Linked DNA regions of Mus musculus: regions 1, 3 and 4 are each linked to region 2. Evidence: chromatin contacts called from public Hi-C and HiCAR-type data. All regions are on one chromosome and are shown on one strand. Each heading gives the region's core, a stretch centred on a gene start, on an enhancer-like site or on the middle of the called end of the contact. The rest is flanking DNA. Distances are from core to core; before and after follow the strand shown.

Region 1 (2,733 bases), core at 34-2,533, 460 kb after region 2:
CCAAAAGAACAGCTCCCCTCCTTCATCCCCAAGGAGAGCAACATCTGAGCCGGCCTCATCTCCCTGCGTGCACAGCCCTGGCTGACCAGAGAACCGTTCTTAATGTCATATGTATACCATACATATTTAACTAAAGCCAGTTGCGTTTGAATTGGATCTTGTTCTCAGATTTAGCCAAAGTTCTCCGTTGCCAAAACTGAGGACAGAGTCAGGGAGTAAGATAGCCCCAGGCTTCTAATCCCTGATTCAGTACCCAGAAAATTAAGGAATCCCTGACTCAGTGGCCCAAAGTCTTGCATGTGCCCTCTGTAGGTATACTGACGTCACTTAGGACCGTCCTCCTACCAACTGGGTGGACTGGAGTCAGAACAGAGAGACCTTGGACATGCAGCTGGGGCTCAGTCTCTTTCCCAGTTACCTCTGAGAACGTGTCATTCTGTTCTCGGAACCTCTAGGGCGATTGCTTACATCTGACTTTCAGCATCGGAGGCTACTGTCTTACAGGCTCTGTGGTGGATAACCTCTTTCCTGTTCTCTAGGCCTTCCTCTGCCCCTCCAAGTCTTGCTGCTCCCTCTACATTCCGTCCCCTCTAGCTGGGTCTCCTGCAGACAAAGTTTCTCCTATTGGCACAATCTTCAATGGAGAGAATCTCTGGAGCTTACAGAACTGTGTAACTCCTGGAGAGACTGTGGGGCAGGGCGGGGAGTGAGACAGAGACGGAGGCCACATCAGTCCATGGCTTTAGCAAAAGGGAAGGGGATACAGCCTGACTGTGACAGTCGGCACTGTAGTCTCACATACAAATTTGAAAAAAAGCTAAATTTTGTCACTGGAGGGAGGGGTCCACGTGTCCTCATGCCTTGGTGATGCACAGTGCAGCTCACTCTCAGCCTCCCGCCATCAGATTTGACATAGGACATCCCAGGGCCCCCTGGACCCCACCTCTGTTTCTTAGTCTCCCTGATTCCAGTCTAGCTCTACTCTTATCCCAAATCCAATGCACTATGTTCTTTTTGAGGAGGAAGAAGTTGGTATATTCACATCCACAAAAGCCAGAAGGATCTGTATGAGGCTCAGACCCTGTCACGAATGCCAAAGAACAGGCCAAATAAATAAAAAGATCATGGCAGTCGAGGCCGCAGGAACTGCTGTGAGTGGCTGACCTACACGTTTTGAAAAAAAGTCTTCATGATGCTCTGTGCAACTTGGAACAGAAAGCAGCCGAAGCTGTCAGGGAGCCGGTGTTCTCCGTCAAGGGTGAGCTGGAGCAGGCTGACCCGGGAACGGGCAGTCACAGCTGAGTGCATCGGCTTGCGTGGGAAGGCCAGCTGGCTCAATGGGGCCCAGGAGACAGTCTGACGAGGGAAGAATTCCTGTGTTTGGAATTGGGCTTGAAAAGTCCCCTGTTTGTAGCACTCGACTCACAGAAGAGCAGAAAGAATTTCCAGCTGTCATCAGGGCACAGAAAGTCTTCCTGACTCTGTCTGGGGCGCTCTCTCTCTCTCTCTCTCTCTCTCTCTCTCTCTCTCTCTGTGTGTGTGTGTGTGTGTGTGTGTGTGTGTGTGTGTGTGTGTGTGTGTGTTTGAGACTCTCCTATCCCTCCTCCTGGCCTGGTTAACATATCAAGTTCCTGGAGGGGTCAGCTCCAGGGCCACATGACTCCTTGCTGTCAAGAAAAGCAAGCAGGCCAGGCCTGGCAGCACAGGTCTCTAGACCTGCTCAAGAGACTGAGGCAGGACAATCTCAAGTTCAAAGCTAGCCTGGACAATTTAGCAGAAGTGAAAAGGGGGTGGGGGAAAGTACACATATATTCACATGCGTATGCTTCAATAGTATGATAGTACTATATAATATACATAGTGCATGTGATATAATATGTATTATAGAGTCCTGTGGTAGAGCACTTACTTGCCTAGGGGATATGTGACCCTTTGATTGCAGTTGTGGAGAGAGAGGGAGAAAAGCACCGATGTCATGTGGCTCCTCTTATAAGAGGTATGTATCTTAATTAAATTCATAAATAGGAAGTATAATTGTGGCTGCTACGTGTTGGGAGAAAATCATCGGTTTGTGGGAACAGAGTTTCATGTTTTTCAAGATGAAAAAGTTTTGGAGACAGATGGTGGTGTTGGTTACAAATAGGTGTGAATGTACTTAAGGCCACAGAATTGCATGTTTTAAATTGGCTGGAATACAGGCCAAGGAGATGGCTCATTTGGTAAAGCACTGCTAATGTAAGCGTGAAGACCTGAGATCAGACCCCCAAAACTCAAGTTAAAAAAGTCAGGCTCAGTGGCTTGTGCTTGTAATATCAGCTCCTAGAAGAGAGAAGCAGGGAAATCCCTAGGGCTCCCTAGCCTAGGCTACCGATGAGTTCCACACCAGTAAGACTTCTCAAGCAGGGCGATGGCTCCTGAGAAACAGCACCCAAGGTTGTTCCCTGTCCACATACATGCATTCATCATACATACATGGATACATCATACACATACACGCAATACATACGTCATACACATACATACATAATACATACATGTATCATTCATATACCATATATACATATGTGCACACACACAGCCCCAAATCATCTATTTTAAGTTATTTATATTTTACCAAAATTGGGCTGGGGTGAGGGGAAGCTGAGATAGAAAGAAGAAGAAAAGGAAGAGGTAAAAAAAAAAAAAGAAGGGAGGAAAGAAGGAAGGGAAGGAGGAAAGAAGGAAGGGCAGGAG
Region 2 (2,748 bases), core at 207-2,706:
GAAATGATATCTGGAAACACATGACAACAGAGGCTCCTCTGCACTGCCAGTCTCCTCATAGTTTATCGCATGTCCAGACACTGCCTGTTCCCCTAAAAGAAAATTAACCACATCCGTGTAAGCAATTTAACCTTTTGAAAAGTGGGATTATAATCAACTCCTGGTGGCATTTGAAAGGTTTTACTGAAAAGACCTTTACGCACATGAAACAGCGTGGGGTTTCATTTACACTTCTTGGACAGCCAGCTCTGCTGGCCCTGTTGTGATCTGACTCAGTGTTCCTGCAGGTTCTGAGTATCTCATAACAATGCATTAACTCCCTGGGTTCCATGATTAGTAGGCCGTGGGCTGGGGACCTGTACCATGATAGTTATATTATCTGGCACAAGTAGACGTTTGAAAGGTGGAAGTCCTTTTCTCAATTTAGAAGAAGTGTAATTTTTAGTGGAAGTGCATCTTATAATAAGTATACATGAAAAGTGGTGCCTTCATTTTGGAAATGTCTCAATGGAGCCAGAAATCCTGCCTGATGTAGGTTCAGCCTTGTTTTTCCCGTTCTTCCCGATGCTCCGTGAGGCAACTGAGGAAACAGGGTCATCACAGTAAGTCAAGCCTCTGCATTCCTGACGGCAGAGCACGAGTGTTAGGAACCCCCTTTTTTTCAACAGCAGATTGCTGCGATGCGGTACCTTCTGATTTCTAATGAGACACGAAGGCCTCTGTGTACAAGACAGTTTCGCACTTAGATGCTGACGGCTTTGTTCTCTGAGGCCATAGAGGTTATTTTTCCTAAGTTGGAAGAGTAGACTAGCTTCTTGGTGTACACTGAGTTTGCAAGTTTTTTTTTCTTTTTCTTTTCTCTTTTCTTTTTTGTTCTTGCTGATGTTCTTTTTTAATGATGAATAGCCCTTGAAATTCTGTAATACTAAAGGGGAAAGTCAGGTTGTCTTATTCTCATTTCAAAGATGAGATGGATGTACAGTTGAAAGAGATTATGCAACTTTCTCAAGCTCTCATGGAAAACAGGTGACAAAGCTAAATTTTCCCACACAATGTCATATTGGGATGAGAAATGCATCCTCCTTAGCGTATTACATCAATGAATCGTGTGCTTTGAGAAGCACTCGGGCCAGCGGGAACATCGCTGAACCTCATCCCAGGCACACGAGAAAAACGGTCTAAATCTAGGCCTGTGTTGTTCATTCATGTACATAGCATTCAGAACAAAGTCAGTTCTACATCAGGCCCTTGGAATCGCAGGCCGTCAGGGAGTGAGAAATTGATTGTCTTCTGTTACTTCTCCTTTTTAATCCCCTCATTTTCTCTGGTTGGTGTTCTTAGATGCCAGAGGCCAGTCGCTGCTGCCAGATGACTGGGCTCTGCTGGCTCATCAAGGGGCCGTGGCAGCACTTGTTTCCATGAGAGCTGGAAGACCAGATGCAATGGAAAAAGCACAGGCCGTTGTTTCTAAGTAGCTGGCAGTGTGATTCACAGTGGCCTGTATAATGTGAATGGAATCTGATAGCTCTTGGAACCGGGCTTCATGAGTAAAGTTACCGTGTTGGCAAGCTGAGCAGAGGCGGAGTGCTTGGTTAACATGTTCATATCCGGGCTTTTAGGAATAATCTGTGCAGTTTAACTTCAGCTCTTTCGGGTTTCCAAGTAGACTAGATATTCCTGAAAGGGGTATTGCCCAATTTCTAGGTGTATTTAAGGGATGTGATTTTTGAAGGCAAATTCCTTTTTGTGTGACAAGTAAATTAACATTAAACATCATGTATTCTGCCATGAAATTCAGTGGTAGGTTGTTCTTAGGACTCCATTTCTAGACATGCGTGGTGGCTTATGCCTTTGGTCCTAAGGCTGAGATGGCTGAGGCAGGAGGGCCTAGGAGTTCATGATAACATAACCAAGCCTTGTCTCAGCAAGGCAAAGCAAAAGGACAGTGAATCCTTCTACTTCTAAAGAAGCCCGTTCTCAGAGTCATTTAAAAGGTGTAAGAAATATAGTAGGCCCCAGGGGTCTCATGAGGGCAAATGAAAATAGAGTTTTCAAAGTAGTTGTAAACTAACAATGGAGTCACAGCAGCATAATAACTCATAATAATTCAGATGTTTTCCCAGGGATTTTCTGACTTTGACATAATAATTATGAATAAATGGTGGCTGCATTATATACACCTGTGTTTTGTAGTCATGTAGTTTCTTTATGCTAATGTTGTTGTTCCCTATAGTAACAACAAAAATATGTTCATTAGACTATAAATATTCATATTCATCCTTAGTCCTTTCCTTGTCTATCAAGCTCTATCCAGCCTTAATTCCTAATGCATTTACTGCCTTTTTTTGTTGTTGTTGTCATTTATTGTCTTTTTCTGGGTAATCACTTTGCTCTTTTGTGTGGCGGGGGGAGGGGAACTCTGGATAATTGCAAATGTCTTGCTATCCTTATGGACTAATCTGTGTTCTGTCCGCCTACATCATCACAGGCTTTATTGTGAGTCGCAGTCAGAAGAGTTCTAGGCAAATGAGAAGGGTTTTATGTTGCGACACCTCCATCAGTCTCGATTGCTGAGCTGAAGAAGAGGCTGTGCAGTGACTCTTGTGACAGCGGAGGTGCTCTGAACTCCCTGGATGGATGCCTCACCTCCAGCATCTGCTCCATCCCCAGAAGCGAGCAGCTTGTTTTCCAATCAAGGCGTACTCTGCAATTCGACCCTTTTTTTTGGAAATTAGGTATACTTTCCAG
Region 3 (2,954 bases), core at 206-2,705, 380 kb after region 2:
TATCATAGATCTCTAGTCTAGGGCCCTGGGACAGCCTCTGGCAGGTCCCCTGACTTGGGGACTTGCAGCCATGATAATTACCACAGTGTTTTCCTGGAGGTCCTTGTGGCCTTTTTTTTTTTTTTTTTTTTTTTTTTTTTTTTTTTTTTTTTGCCTAGTCTCACCAGATTATGAGCAATCCAGCCACCCAGAGCTTCCCCACCTGGGGTCTCTTCTTGGTGAGTCATGTTCCCTGTCTGGACGGCATGTTGAGGCCTCTCTGCAGTGTAATCCCCACCCCCAATGGCATCATAACTAGCTGTTCATATTCATCCAAATACCAAACAGTGTTGGACACAGGAGCAGGGACAAATTTCTCCCCTTCCTGGAAGCCAGCCATGGTTTCTACGGAGTCAGCAAGGCTGAAGTGTGGCATGGCAGGCATTCGTCTCTAAGAGGAGCCTTCCTTGGGTCTGACAAGCCATCTGATGGAAAATACTTTGGATTTGTGATTTCTCTCAATCCCATCACTTCTGTCACTTTCAAGCTGTTAAGAAACTAGAACGTGGGGCTGGAGAGATGGCTCAGTGGATGAGAACACTTTATTGCTCTTGCAGAGGACTCCAGTTCAATTCCCAGCACCCACAGGGTGGATTACAACTATAACTCCAGGTCTAGGGGATCCAGCACCACCTTCTGACCTCCAAGGGCACCAGCCAGCACGTGGTACATATGCATAAATGCAGGCAAAACACTCATATACATAAAATAAAATATACATATACAATAAGGTACTCATATACATAAAATAAAAGAAAAAGGAAAAGAAAATAGAATTCCTGGAGCTTTGGCTCAGACTCTTACAAGCTCTGTAACATTGGGAACATCATTTAGGACTGGGGATATAGCTCAGTGCCTAGCAAGCATGAGGTCCAAGGTTCAGTTCTGAGTACTGAAAGAGAAAGAATATCATTTAACCTCAGGCCTCAGTTTTCTTACCTGTATAACGGGCAGAATATGAGGGTCATTATAGCTAGGTAGAGAGAAGGATGTACCACGTGTCTAGCACTTGATGCGTTTCCTCTTATTGCTCAAGTTCTTCATTCTTGATATTTGTCTGCTGGTTTATCAGTTTGTTTTGAGACAGGGTCCAGATATGTAGCCCTAGACTCAATGTCATGGGTCTCCCGCCTCATCCTCCGGAGTGCTGGGGACCACAAGCCTGAGTCGCTACAGCCAGCTGCCATTTGGTGCATCAGGAAAGTCATCTTCACGTTTTGCTGTGAGTCATATCACCAGCGCTGGAGAGGAAGGAAGTACTGTTCCTTACAGCATGGAAGCCTGAGTGTCTAAGTCTGCCTGGAAAACTTTTTTTTCCCACGCATGTCTTCAGGAAATAAGCCCTGCTGTGCCACCGCCAGGAGAGTGATTATCGGGAAGGCAAAGCCTGTGTTTAGAGTTATGCAATGAAGAGAGGGCATTTCGGTCGCTGACTCACCCACTGGCACACCAGCTTGACTTACCCCAACTGCGGCAGAGTGCCTGGCTCGCTCGGCAAACTTTCATCTTGGATCAATCTCTGCGGGGCCAACCAAGAGTCCGTGGCACTAAGACTATTGGACTCCTGCGGCTTAGCTCATAGGGTCCCCCAAGGGAATAAAGGACAGGGGAAAAAGACCCTCCTACTTTCATCCCAGGGTGGCCCTAACTCCTGGGTCATTTGCTGGTTTTGGACTGTTCACAAAAGGCTTGTCCGTTTAGAGGGTGGCAACCAATGTTCCCCAGCAACTTTGTGGCCTGGATCTGCCCAAGGAAGTGGCTCTTCTGAGAGCTGCTCAGGATACTCCAGTCATGACTTGTACACGAGAGATGTTTCAGTACGAATCAGAGTGCCCAGGAGAGAAGAAAGCCGTGACTGCACACAGTTCCAACTATAAACCACAGTATGAGCAACAACAACAAAATTTGACACCCTCTCTGGCACTGTCGGGACTGAGAACAACAGAACCGGGTTTTGTGACCTTCTCGTAATTTGATCCCCATGGAAAAGGAAGGTTTGGATTAAATTATTTCATCAACTCAAAAAACCCACTGGTATCTACAAGCTAACCTGCAGTCTAGGCAGTTTAGTTTCTTGGCCTCTTGCATGTGGAGAAGGGCGGAAGGAGAGAAGAGCCGGGGCATAGTGAGCTCCTTCCTTCTCTGTACTGGTTGGCTGGGGCCCGTGGCCAGGCTCAGCCACCATCGGACACTCCTGTTCCCAGGGGTCACAGGCGGCAGGAGGGAGCTGTCTGTGTCTCTGAGCAACTGAACATCTGCTGAAGTGAATGTGCTCCACAGACACACCCAAATTTGTGGGTTTGCTCTTCCTTTAGTGCTGTGTGATTTAGACAAATTACATAACTCTGCACCCAGGGAAGGCCTCCTTTCGCCTGTTGGAAAAGACACAGACTTTTTATGAAGCTAGGCAGTTACCTCACGGAGCCATCTATGGGCAGTGGCTGGCTGGTTTTACCGTAAAAACGACTCGAGTCAAAGAGCACAAGCTTATAGAATCATCTAGATAGAGAGAAAATAGCAAGAAACGAGCCAATATAAGTTTACGTTAAAAACGGAAGTTAACTTATTAATAATTCATCACAATTGTTTTCAAATGGGATTGTCAGATAACTTATCTTTTCTCCTTTATACTTTTCTATATTTTCCAAATCCTCAATAAGGAGGTGTTTCAAATGTACTAGTCTGTGTTTATGTGTGGTCATGTACATGTGTGTGTGCATGTAGGGATGAGTATGGATTTACATGCATGGAGGCAGAGGATGATGTCTTCCTCTCTTGATATCTTACTTTTTGAGACAGTTTCTTACTGAACCCAGCTTTCTATTTGGCTGGACTAGGTGGCCGAACAGCTCCAGGATCTGCCTGGCTCTGTTCCATCCATGCTGAGGTTACAGGTAGATACTACCACACCTGGC
Region 4 (2,920 bases), core at 159-2,658, 480 kb after region 2:
TTGCTTACCTCCTTCTTGTTAGATGAGTGAACTTTCAAGAGAGCAGTGAATACAAGAAGATCAGGGTGCCTAGAGACACTGCCCCTGTGGGACTCAGCCCAGCTCCCTAACAAGGAACAAAGCCTCATGTTAATGTGCTGAAAGGAACAGTGCAGAGAAGTGCAGGAGAAGTGCAGAGACTACGAAGGTTTCACAGTCCCAGGTGACCAACAAGTAGACTAAGAGCAGGTATGGTGATAATGTAGTCCATTAATCTCAGCACTCTGGAGACAGACGGAGGAGAATGAGAATTTGAGGTCAGCCTGGGCTGCATAAAAACACTGTCTCACTGTTGGAGCAGTGGCTCAAGTTAAGAACACTGCTGCTCTTGCAAAGGACCTGGCTTGGGTAAGCTACCCCGTGGTAGCTTACAGCTGTTCATAACACCAATTCCCAAGAGTCCTCCTGCCCTCCACAGGGACTCCTGTGATGTGCATACATATAGACAGACAAACAGACACTCATAAAAGTTCAAAAAAAAAAAAAGACGATTCTGTCTCCAAAACTATTTAGGGCAGGAAAGAGGAGGAACCACATATCTAGCGGGACCTAACAGCCATTTTGAAGTTCTTAGACACTAAAGCCTTGCCTTTGCTCTCCAGAGGTCAACCCATTTGTTCTGAACCCCCCATTTTGTTACTCATGTCCTTCATAGGAGTCCTCTGACCCATTCTAATCTCTCCAGTCCCAACTCTGACAACAGTGCTCCCTACTTCCCCGAATGGTCCTTCACTCATCCTTTCACAAAGTAAATGCACTGTCCTCCAACCACAGACTTCTTGCCAAATTCCTCCTGTCCTTGGGCACAAACAACCCAGAAGTGCTCTCAGATCCAGAACATTGTTGGGGAGTGGGAGGGGTGAGTAGAAGGGCTATTCACCCTCCTGAGCCTATGATGGGATGTCTGGGCAGCTACTTCAAAAACACCAGGGCCTGAGACCTGTTCCAGGGATGCCACCCAGACGGGACACTGCTCAAAGCCGCCTCCAGTCCTGGGAACAAAGGTGAGGAACTCTTGACAGGGAAACTTAGCCCTACTTACTGGGTATGAATGATACCACTGGTCAGCCCTAGCTGAGAGGGGGTCTGGGCTCTGTTTTGTTCTTCTCTGTTCTAATCTTGATACTTTGACTACATTCTCATTCCCTGTGGCTTAGGCTGTAATGGTGAGAAGCAACAGTCTTAAAAACCTCAGAGGAGCCAGCTCAGAAGAGCACCTTTGGCCCACCTCCCTCAGTGCTATAACTAATGGGGGTACTTTTGCTACCACCTCCTGGTGAAACTGCTCTGGCACACATTAGGAATTCTGTCTCTAGGTCCTGTGGACTCTGAGCTTCTTGGGGCTGTGCCCAGAGTCCACTTGATAGAGAGCTGGGGTTTTGGTTTTTTTCCTGTGGGGCAAACTTCTCTGGTTAGGACACAACTGTCAGGGCATGGCTTGGCAGAGCTTCCATGCCAAATAGGGGTATGTGTATGTGTGTGTGTTCTTTTGTCTGATTTCCCAAATTCCAGGCAGGAAAGCAAGCTTTCTGTCTCTACACAGCTCCAGATCCCCCTACCAACATTTGCATTCCCCGGGTATGAAAGGAGTTGGTAGCAGGCCCCATGGAGGACAAGGCTGTAATTCAGCCAGGCCCCAGTGACATCCCAACCGTGAGAGTGCAGCTGGGGCAGCTTACGAACAGCGCCCGGGTCCCAGGGGGAAGTCAGCCCTGTTCTCCAGCCCACAAGCGCCTATTGTTCACTTTCTTGTTTTTCTCCAAATGTTTAGATGTGCTCAGAGCACAGAGAAGCCTGAAAGCAAGACCATTGGCCAGGGCAAGCCTGAAGCAGGGAAACCCACCGCTGGAACTCTGGGGCCCCACACTCCCTCCTCAGCTCTTCCTACTCCCCCTGCCATGCGCCGGACTCCGGATCCAGGGGTGGTCTCTTCCTGGCCAGGGCTGTTCAGAGAGCAGTAGGCTTGGATTGTTCAGCAAGTAAAGTATGGAATCCAGCTCAGACTGGCTTGCTTGACAGTCAGGCACAACTGTCCACATTAACTTGAGGCTGTCCAACGTGAGGGCTGGGAGAGTCTGGGCAAGTGCCTTTCTGATTCCCCGCCACTGACCAAAGCTGCTGAAGACAGGAAATAGTCACTGAGTGTCTGTCGGGGCCCCTCTCTGCATCAAGATTGTGACTCTGAGGTTTGACCTTCAGGGTTTGACAACTGGCCGCAGCAGCGCTTATTGCGTATGCAGACTCAGGCAACCTCTCAGCCTCTCTGAGCCTCAGTTTCCCTTCTTGGTAAAATTTACTTACTCTGTCTGTAGAGAGAGCTATGGGGACACTCAGACTCTATAGGCTATTCTTCCGGTTACCATTGGTTACCATGACCCAGTTTGGAAGTTGCCCCAGCGCTGGGAACAGTCACTTGTGAACCTTGATGTCCACTGTGAGTCAGCACAGCTATGCAGGAGCAGTAGCGCCAGAGGAATGAAGGATGGAGTGCCTCTCGATACCAGGGTATAGAGAACATGCTGGAAAGCCAGCCTTCTCCCCTCCCTCTCTCCTCTGCCCCAGATCCCTTTCTCTTGGGAGTTCATATTACCTGCCCTCCCCCAGGCCTGGGATTGCAAGCTTCCCTGCGTCTCCAGGCCCTAACAGACCCAGAGAAAACCCTCAACCTGGAAAATGCCCCTCCCCTACCATCCTGGCAGACATTACTGGTCAGGGCCCTGAACAGGGATGCAGGTGGGCAGAGGGAATTCCTACATCAAGGTGGGAATCTGGGTTTGGGATCCTCAGTAGAGTTATAAACATTGGTAATAGTGAAGCTTTTGCAATGAAGAGAGATGGACAGAGCAGGCAGGAGGTCCCTAGTAAGACCAGAGGGCTGCAA

Evidence for each region. Hi-C and Micro-C count contacts between places; a contact is called where the count stands out from the background. HiCAR-type assays count read pairs that join an accessible place to other places.
Region 1: a Hi-C map of muscle stem cells shows a contact between it and region 2, with 3 times the contacts expected there. The contact joins two enhancer-like sites. A contact is called at or near these places in 2 of 484 Hi-C or Micro-C datasets (bone marrow-derived macrophages and muscle stem cells) and 2 of 115 datasets of contacts at active chromatin or transcription factors (astrocytes and pancreatic cancer cells).
Region 3: a Hi-C map of muscle stem cells shows a contact between it and region 2, with 4 times the contacts expected there. The contact joins two enhancer-like sites. A contact is called at or near these places in 3 of 484 Hi-C or Micro-C datasets (the C2C12 cell line, the C3H10T1/2 cell line and muscle stem cells) and 1 of 115 datasets of contacts at active chromatin or transcription factors (astrocytes).
Region 4: a contact with region 2 is called in a HiCAR-type map of astrocytes, with 4 times the contacts expected there. The contact joins two enhancer-like sites. A contact is called at or near these places in 1 of 484 Hi-C or Micro-C datasets (bone marrow-derived macrophages), 3 of 115 datasets of contacts at active chromatin or transcription factors (astrocytes, large pre-B cells and pancreatic cancer cells) and 1 of 9 other capture datasets (embryonic stem cells).

Annotation. Positions count from the first base shown.
Region 1 is chr12:79,947,973-79,950,705 of GRCm38.p6, forward strand. It overlaps 4933435C09Rik (a long non-coding RNA gene), which reads left to right. Exons shown (of 3, transcript XR_381736.3): 3 at 1,020-1,519. Among named protein-coding and RNA genes, the nearest start is that of 4933435C09Rik, 13 kb to the left of the region's middle. Within about 2 kb of position 1,284, at least 74 of the 459 cell types and tissues checked have an H3K27ac peak or open chromatin away from gene starts, as enhancers often do. A contact at or near this core is called in muscle stem cells and pancreatic cancer cells, where this site is marked.
Region 2 is chr12:79,487,590-79,490,337 of GRCm38.p6, forward strand. All of the region lies in intron 7 of Rad51b (RAD51 paralog B), which reads left to right. Among named protein-coding and RNA genes, the nearest start is that of Rad51b, 190 kb to the left of the region's middle. Within about 2 kb of position 1,457, at least 102 of the 459 cell types and tissues checked have an H3K27ac peak or open chromatin away from gene starts, as enhancers often do. A contact at or near this core is called in the C2C12 cell line, astrocytes, muscle stem cells and 1 more, where this site is marked.
Region 3 is chr12:79,863,101-79,866,054 of GRCm38.p6, forward strand. It overlaps Gm36132 (a long non-coding RNA gene), which reads right to left. Exons shown (of 4, transcript XR_381728.4): 3 at 2,455-2,538. Among named protein-coding and RNA genes, the nearest start is that of Gm36132, 3.0 kb to the right of the region's middle. Within about 2 kb of position 1,456, at least 94 of the 459 cell types and tissues checked have an H3K27ac peak or open chromatin away from gene starts, as enhancers often do. A contact at or near this core is called in the C2C12 cell line and muscle stem cells, where this site is marked.
Region 4 is chr12:79,968,668-79,971,587 of GRCm38.p6, forward strand. No RefSeq gene overlaps it. Among named protein-coding and RNA genes, the nearest start is that of 4933435C09Rik, 34 kb to the left of the region's middle. RefSeq lists an enhancer at 1-2,920. Within about 2 kb of position 1,409, at least 130 of the 459 cell types and tissues checked have an H3K27ac peak or open chromatin away from gene starts, as enhancers often do. A contact at or near this core is called in astrocytes, where this site is marked.